Regions from separate parts of the Triticum aestivum genome. Here region 1 is linked to region 2. The links are chromatin contacts, called in public Hi-C maps. All regions are on one chromosome and are shown on one strand. The core of a region is the stretch at or near the end of the contact, and the rest is flanking DNA. Distances in the headings are between cores, read along the strand shown. Region 1 holds the start of LOC123159051 (lysophospholipid acyltransferase LPEAT2). Region 2 holds the start of LOC123159881.

What was found. A called contact is a pair of places that touch in the nucleus more often than the background predicts.
Region 1: a contact with region 2 is called in a Hi-C map of leaf, with 3 times the contacts expected there. The contact joins the promoter of LOC123159051 here to the promoter of LOC123159881 in region 2. A contact is called at or near these places in 4 of 5 Hi-C or Micro-C datasets (leaf, root and an unstated tissue).

The regions. Positions count from the first base shown.
Region 1 is chr7B:553,055,893-553,059,917 of IWGSC CS RefSeq v2.1, forward strand. It overlaps LOC123159051 (lysophospholipid acyltransferase LPEAT2), which reads left to right and starts at 2,612. Exons shown (of 13, transcript XM_044576852.1): 1 at 2,612-3,163. The coding sequence starts at 2,664.
Region 2 is chr7B:552,845,414-552,849,635 of IWGSC CS RefSeq v2.1, forward strand. It overlaps LOC123159881, which reads left to right and starts at 2,149. Exons shown (of 2, transcript XM_044577691.1): 1 at 2,149-3,046; 2 at 3,177-3,787. The coding sequence starts at 2,377. The coding sequence ends at 3,193. It overlaps LOC123159882 (non-specific lipid transfer protein GPI-anchored 7), which reads left to right. Exons shown (of 3, transcript XM_044577692.1): 3 at 73-311. The coding sequence ends at 176.

The sequences.
Region 1 (4,025 bases), core at 1,362-3,861, 210 kb after region 2:
GTAGCGTCATCATGAGAAGCCTAATAAAAAGCATAGTGTCATCCACAAACAACGAGTGTGAGATTTTTGGTGCCCTCCGCCAGATTTTAACCAGGATAATATTGTCAGAATTCATACCATGCTTAAGAATAACAGAGAGTCCATCGGCGGCGAACAAGAATAGAAAGGGTGATAAGGGACCCCCCTCCTTGTCGAAGCCCAAGCGTCGATGCAAATGAATCCAAGAGAGGTCCCCATTTAATTTAACACAAACCTCACCGATGTGACACATGTCATAATTCAATTAATCCATCGATGAGAGAAACCTAGCCTTTTGCATCACTTTCTCCAAGAAATCCCAATCCATCCTAATACCCTATCATAAGCCATAGATAAATCCAACTTGTATGCATAGAAAATCTTAGTTGAATCTCTCTTGCTTTATGTAATGAATGCACTCAAAGGCACCAAGGGCATTGTCAGTGATCAAACTACCTGGAACGAAAGCACTTTGCTCTGAGATAAGATCATCAAGTAAAGGCCTTGGTCTATTCACTAGACACTTGGAGATCACTTTATAAATTACATTACGTAAGCCGATGGGCTTGAAATCATATAATTTATTGTTTTTTTAGTGAGTACTATAGAAGTAGAGTTCACACCTTCAAGCGGAGGAGGTTTTTGTGGAAGTTCAACATCCTCTACAACATCATTCCGTTTTCCCACTACCACCTTGTCTGAGTATCAAACAAGACTTATCTAAATTATGTTTTCGCAAGCATGACGTTTTGTCACCCACCGCTTCTTTCGTACAATCTTAAATACATTACCCTTTTCTCTCCTTTTTTATTCCCCCCTCATATCTATGAATTATTTCATTAGTTTTACCTAAAAACACTTTAACTACCCCATCTTTTATTGATTACGAAATACAATCTTATTTATTTTTGGTAAGGCAATAAGGGTTTACCAAATCGGATAATTTACTTGGCAGGTAAATTATGAGCATGATTTTTTTTGGTAAATGCTTATTTGCACAACCAGGATAATATGAACAGGTAAATCATGGCTACCGTACAAAATAAAAGATACCAAATATGGAACTAATTAAAAAGTATTAACTATTGCATGCAGAGAAAATGCAATTAGAAGCATGCAGATAGATTACAAAAGGTTTTTCTAATTTACAATCGCCCAAGATTTCATCAATCCGTGAAAGATCTTCTTTTGCTAAACTTCAAGAAAAGGTAATACAACAGGGTGTTTTCCTTTATAGCTTACCAGTCTTGCTGCCTAGTAAAGTACAACAAGGTGAACTTTTAAAAATTGTATGAACATTTTAGTAAAGAGGAGACAATAATACATTTTGTGTACAGGATGAATAAATTCTTACAAGAAAGTGAACATTACTTTAGGCATATATGGATAGATTTGTAATCTGAACTTGGGGTTGGTTGATTCCCAAATTGCTCGAGATGTATATGTCTTCATTAAAGAAATGACAAAAGGGGAAGGCCCTCTCTAGAGAAGATTTTTACATTTCATTTTTGGACTATATTTAGAGTATTTTCCTATAGCACAATGATTTGGATAAAAAATTGCGAAACCAAATTCTTATTGTTATTTTGTTGGGAATTTCAATCTCTCATGAGACCATATTTTTTGGCATTTCCCCTATGTTTATAGAAACAAATACTCCTGCCATTTTCAGGTTTTGCACTTTTTAATTGCGTCAAACTTTTATTTTGTATGCTCATTATTCTATAGTAATTTTTGAGAAAGAGTGCCGACCATTCTCTGATCGAGGGCAATATAGGAAAAAACGCAACATGACACAAGCCCCATGACCACACAAACGATCATCTCGTCCTCCTTCTTCCGCTTTGCTATTTGCTTGTTGTACTATCTTGCTGCCGGGTATAGTACAACAAGGTGGACTTTTAAAAAACTGCATTAACATATTAGTAAAATCAACTGGCGAGACAATAACACATTTCGTATACTAGATGAACAAAGTCTTACAAGAAAGTGAACATTAATTTAAGCATCTATGGATAAATTTGTAAAACCAACTTGGGGTTGGCTAATTCTCAATTGACCGAGATGTATATGTTTTCATTGAAAAATATGACAAAAGGTGAAGGCCCTCTCTAGAGTATAAGATTTATATGTTTCTTTTGTAGGGAATATTTAGAGTACTTTTCTATGGCAGTGATTTGGATCAAACAATTGCGAAACCAAATTCTTATTGATTTTTTCGTTGGGAATTTGAATCTCTCGCGGGACCATATTTGTTTGCATTTCTCCTATTTTTATGGAAACAAATACTCCTGCCATTTTTCAGGTTTTGCACCCCCATCCCCTACTTGCAAAATTTACCTGGCTCAAATTTTATTTTATATTTTCAGTTCTCTTAAAAGGATCTCTGACCATTCTCTGACCCGGGGCAATACATGAAAAAACAAGATCCGAGAGTGCCAGAACGCAAAAAAAAAAAAAAAAACGAACCCACGAGGCCACGAGCCCCACGACCACAAAAACGATCATCTCCTCCCTCCCTCCGCTTCGCTATTTGCTTTTCATATAAGCCATAACTCGCCTCCTCCATTGCTCCTTTTCCAGCCTCCCGCTTCCTCCCGCCGTCGCTGTCCCCACCGGCCCCCCCCCCCCCCCCGCCCCCATCCATGGCCACTCGAAATCATGGCCCTACCCCGGCCTCCTCCCTCGCCACGCCCCTCCTCTCCGACTCCATCACGCCCACCACGCCCACCCGCGCCGCCAACGGCCACGCGCGGGGCCACGACGGCGACGACGACCTCTGCGCCGCCGCCTCGGTGTGCGACGGCGGAGGCGGCGGCGACCCGTTCGCGTTCCTCTCGGAGGACAGCCGCCCGCCGCGGCCGCCGGGCCCGTCCCCCGCCGACCCGTTCCGCAACAGGACGCCGTGGCTGGGCGGCCCTTACGGGTGGGCCAGGACGCTGCTGCTCGCGCCGGTCGCGACGGCGCGGCTCGTGCTCTTCGGGCTGGCCATCGCGATCGGGTACGCCGCCACGTGGGTGGCGCTGCGCGGCTGGACCGACTCGCGGGAGCGCCCGCGGGAGGGCGCCGGCCCCATGCCGGCCTGGCGCCGCCGGCTCATGTGGGTCACCCGGCTCTCTGCGCGCTGCATCCTCTTCTCCTTCGGGTCAGTGCCTCCGCCTCAGCAAGCGCCGCTAGCAGCAGCAGCTCTGCTCGGATTGGGTTTCGATCTGATCTGAACATTTGGCGCTCGATCGATGAGCCGCTGGGAAGCTTCGAATTTGTTTCACTAGATGATTAGGTTTCGGCGGCGAGGCGACACATGCCGAAGCTGCCGCGGATGGATGACGCGATCGGGAGAAGTTTGGTTGGTTTGCAGAATTTGGGGGGGATTTGCCTTGCGGCACGTGTGTGGGCAGCGATTTGTTTGGTGGGGGCGACGCCGACGCCGTATCATCTCGGAAGGTGAAGGACCGTGCGGGTGACTTTGTTTGTTACGACATGCACTTAATACGGCTGACCGACAGGAACGGGAGGGCCCGTCTGGTTAATATCACAGTTCACCGTAGGTTGGAAACTGATTCTTGCACGGTCCGTCTCCCTCTGGTTAGCTTTTGCTTGGGTTTGTAGATCACAACATTGCTGGTGATATGCCTCGACAATTTTTATATGAGGAGCTAGTTAGAGAGAGCTACCCAAGAATTAGAAGAGGACAATTATTTCAACAAAATTACCCCTGATAATTTTGTTACATCCTTGTTAATTGGGGACATGAACCAGGTGGTCTGTAATGTGTGTGACTGTGGATAATTCAAATGGGAATAATGTGTAGATAATTCAAATGATGATGATGTCCATGCTGGAAGCACATTTCATGGGTTCTGCTTGTGGGGCGTATGACCTTATGCCTTACACAACTGGCAATTGCTCAGTTGAACGTTTTGGATACAATTCGTTGAATGTTTCTAAAACGATGTCAAAGTGGTGACTGGTGAGGAACCTTGCTTACCAACCTTCCCTGAAATAAA
Region 2 (4,222 bases), core at 899-3,398:
GTTCTACATTTTTTGAAAGGAAACTTAACTGAATTTCTACTGCCAGTAACCTACCCTTCTGTTCTTCTGCAGTTGCCAAGCCAACGGCAAGCGGAGGAACCACGCATCCCCTGAGCTTGATCGCCGCATCTTCATTTGTAGGCTTCAGTTTCATCTGGTGGACGATCATGGCGTAGTAAGAGATGCCAATGAGTATGAACTGTTATGTAAAAAAAAACTGTATCGTCTCAATAAACATAACTATCTGGTTGTCACTTCGTTCGGTAAATTTTACTGCTTGTGCCTTTGTACATGGCCCACGCATCCCATTCTGTATGCCTATCTAGGTTACAATTGTCATTAAATGAGAATGAAGGGTAGATTGTTTAGAAGGGAGAGACGGAACAATGAAGAACATAACAGAGCATGTCTACTTCGAAAACACATCATAATTGCAAACACATAACTAACGCAAATCACCAAGTAGAAGTCTAGGGCCAAAAACCAATGAGAGAAAAGACCTTCTATTCACTTCAAAAGAGACATGTTTTATTTGATACAATAATTTCAACAGGTCACTACTTAGCGGCAAAGGGTGAAACTTTTCTCCACATTCCGATTAATCATCAGCCATCACTCCCTACTTCGGCTTTTATGTTCACGGTGGTGATGTTTGGACCTCCTGTTCTCCTCCTTTCTCTCTCGGTTGCTACTATTGTTCTTTTCTTCTTTTATGTGCTTGTGCTTCGAGGTGGATGGCTCCTCGTCTGAGTATTTAGATCTAAAAAATAGTGGCTTCTCTGGACCATAAACTCGGTGCTTCCGTTCTTCTTTCACTCGTGCATCCGGACTTACTGAATTATCTTTCACGCCGGATGGAGGCTTGAGGTATGGGCCAGGCTCATCCATTCTAGAACCAATGGCTCCTCGCCCGCGCTTCACCCTAACAAAGAAACTGCGTGTCTAGTGAAAATTGGAACAGATAGATGGCCTATGCATGTGCAAATACAAATGTATAGGCTAACTACATTTCTTATTAAAACAAGAACATTGTAAGATTATGATTTTGTGATTAGTCACATGTAAAGTACACACATGACATCATAGAAAGATCACATCTTCAATTAATATCAGATTATTTTTTTCTCAATATTTCATTTCTCCCAGTGTGTTGTTGATCAAAACCGTAACTGACCTTGATCGAAGAAACTCTTCGATTTCATCATCGCCTAGCCCATCCCCCCGGTCCGAATAAGAACTGCCTTGTGAATCCCTTGACGAAAATGATGCGCCATACGGTCTGTCTCGCTGGGTCTTAGAAACAGGGCTCTGGTCTCTTGAGTCGTTCTTCCGTTTCTGGGATCTCGAGTCAATTCGACCATTGGTTCTGGTTTTCATCTTCAATTCCAGCTCCAGCTCCTTCTCCCTGGCACGCCACATCTCATTAACTTCCACAACTCGATTTGCTGCAGACAAAAAGAGAAAATATATTTCAAAAAGAAAGTTCCAAACTGTATTTCTACCGGAAAATTCTCAACAAAGTAGATTCTTTCAAATGAACGTTTTTGGATGTGAGGGCTAGCAGAAACAAAACATTTTTTTTACTACAAGACATGTCATTTTGCACTATACTCGTAACTTCGTAGTAATTTTAATTAATCAATCATATTAGCTGGGCTTTGAGCATAACCAACAACTACTCCCTCCGTCCGGAAATACTTGTCATCAAAATGGATAAAAGGGGATGCTTAGTTGGCCAGTGAATCAATCATATTAGCGTCGAACAAAAAAGTAAGGAGCAACCAACCGACCTTGATGAACGCCAAGAACGGTGGCGGCAAGGAACCGCGAGTAGGGGCGGTGCCTCACATTAGGTTTCTGCAGATAGGCGTGCACCCCTTCCTTCTCCACCTGCATCCGCAGCCTCCGGGCCTCCTCGAGGAGCAACGCCGCAAGGCGATTCTCCGTCCCCAAATCCATCGCCCAGCCGCGAAGGAAAACGATTTCTGGAGAGGAGAGGAGAGCCTCGGCGACAGCGGCCGTGCACGCGTCGCCCGGCGGCGACGGACGGCGAGAAGCCCAGCCGCCGGGAGGATTTTGGACGCGTCTAGAAATTCCGGTGGCGGTTGGGGACAAGAGACCTCGATTGCTTCTTCTGTTTTGTGATCGATTCCACCGATTCCTGCTGGGCTTCCGCTTCCGTGTCCAGCTCGTGCTGGACCGTCGTAATTGCTGTTTTCTTGTATGGGCCTCCACTAGCCCATGTAACCGAGCCCACGCCTAGCATTTCCTAAGCCCGAGCGCCATGCTTCCGTTCCGGCAACGCAACCCACCGGAGGAATTCTCATCTGGAGGAGAAGGAAACTCGTCCGCCCCCAAATCGACGACGGGCACCAGATGCGGCCGCCGTCGCCGCCGCGGCCGCTGGCCTTCCCGACGCTAGACTCGCTCGCGGCGTACCTCCGGCCGCGCCTCCCGGGCCCGGCGCTCGCCTCCTGGGGATCCGCGCCGGGGACCAAGAACCTGCTCAACCTCTTCCTGGAGCTCTCCTGCGGCGACTGCACGCTCCTGCCCGCGGCCTCCTCCCCACCGGCCCTCGTCGTGCGCGCCGTCCACGTCGCCACCGTGCGCATCCGCAATCGCCGGGGCGCGCTCCTCGTGGAGACCCGCCAGCTGCTCTCCGACGGCACGCTCCGCCGCCGGGCCGCGCGGCCGCTCTCCGAGAAGATGCGCCCCGGGGAGACCCCCGAGGCCGCCGCGGCCCGCGCCGTCGTCGAGGAGCTCGGCGAGCGCGCCCGCGTCCGGATCGTGGGGGCGGTCCCGGAGCCGCGCGTGGAGGAGCGGGAGTCCGTCTCGTACCCAGGACTCCCCGCCAGGTACGTGCTGCACGCGGTGGACGCGGAGCTCGTGGAGGGCGTCCCGGAGGAGGGCGAGTTCGACACGGAGGAGGGCGGCGAGGGCGAGGGCCACGACGGCGGCGGCGCGGCCATCACCGTGAAGCGGCACTACTGGTCGTGGGTCGACGACGACGAGGCCCGCGGCGAGGCCGCCCCGGCCGCCGTCGCCGGTGCGCAGTAGAAATAAATATATGCTGTTATCATCTTGTGTTTGTGTTTGGGTAATTTATTTTTAACAATTCATCCGCTTGCCATATCATGTACTCTCGTTGAGTATGCTTCTTGCGCTCTGCTCTGCAGGACTGCAGTGTTCATAGTACGGCGGCCCTTTTTGCAACCCGCACAGTTCGTCACTCTCTCTCTCTCTCTCTCTCTGCGCCGCAGGGACGTCGAAGTGTTTCTTCCGCGCTCGGGTCTGTTTGTTTGAGCTTCGAGGCCAGATTCAGCTTGGCCGGTGAAGCCGAATCTGAAAGCTGAAACAATCTATTAACATTCAGGCTATTTTGAATGCAATTGTCCGAGACATCTTTGGGTGTCTGCGTACACAAGTTGCGCGGAAGGAATTTAGCCTGTTGGATTGCCTGCATTCATCGTCGGGTCTGCATTGCATGAAGTTTAGAACATCTCTGGGTCTGGTTCCCAGAGAATGCTCGATTTGGCAGTTTTTCACAAGCTAGGCCTGGGCTCGATGCTATCGAGCGCACGTGGGTGACTCTCCCCCGGTGCGGTTACGTGGGCTCCTTCATTCTGGGTACACCTCGTACGTGAGTTTGCACGTTTTCTACGGTAATCTCTTCTTAATTTCTTTCATCTTCTAATCCACAAAATAATGCTTGGATTTAAAAGATAAGGTCTACAGAAAGAAGATGCACATCGATGTTGATCAGTTCGTAGTTTCGTCTGCCATAAATGTTTATATTTGAAGCTATTTTGTACTCCCTCCGTTCGGAATTACTTGTCGAAGAAATCGATAAAAATGGATGTATCTGGCGAAGTTCGCCCGGGCCCTCCGCCTGCGATTGCTATGGCTTGCATGGACGCAACCCTCCTGCCCCTGGGTTGGCACCAGCTCTCCATGCGACGACGCCGATCGCGCCCTGTTCGCTGCCTGCATGGCCGTCACCGTCGGGGACGGCTCAACGAGTTCCTTCTGGCACTCTCCCTGGCTCAACGGCAGACAACTATGTCAGGCATACCCCGCAGTGTTTGCTCACTCCGCCCGCAAGAACAGATCCGTTCAAGAAGCCCTGCATCAAGACCGATGGGTACTCGACCTCCGCCATGGTGATCATGACAACATCATGCACACGGTGTTGCAGCTCGCCAGGGAGATCCGAAGCGCTGGC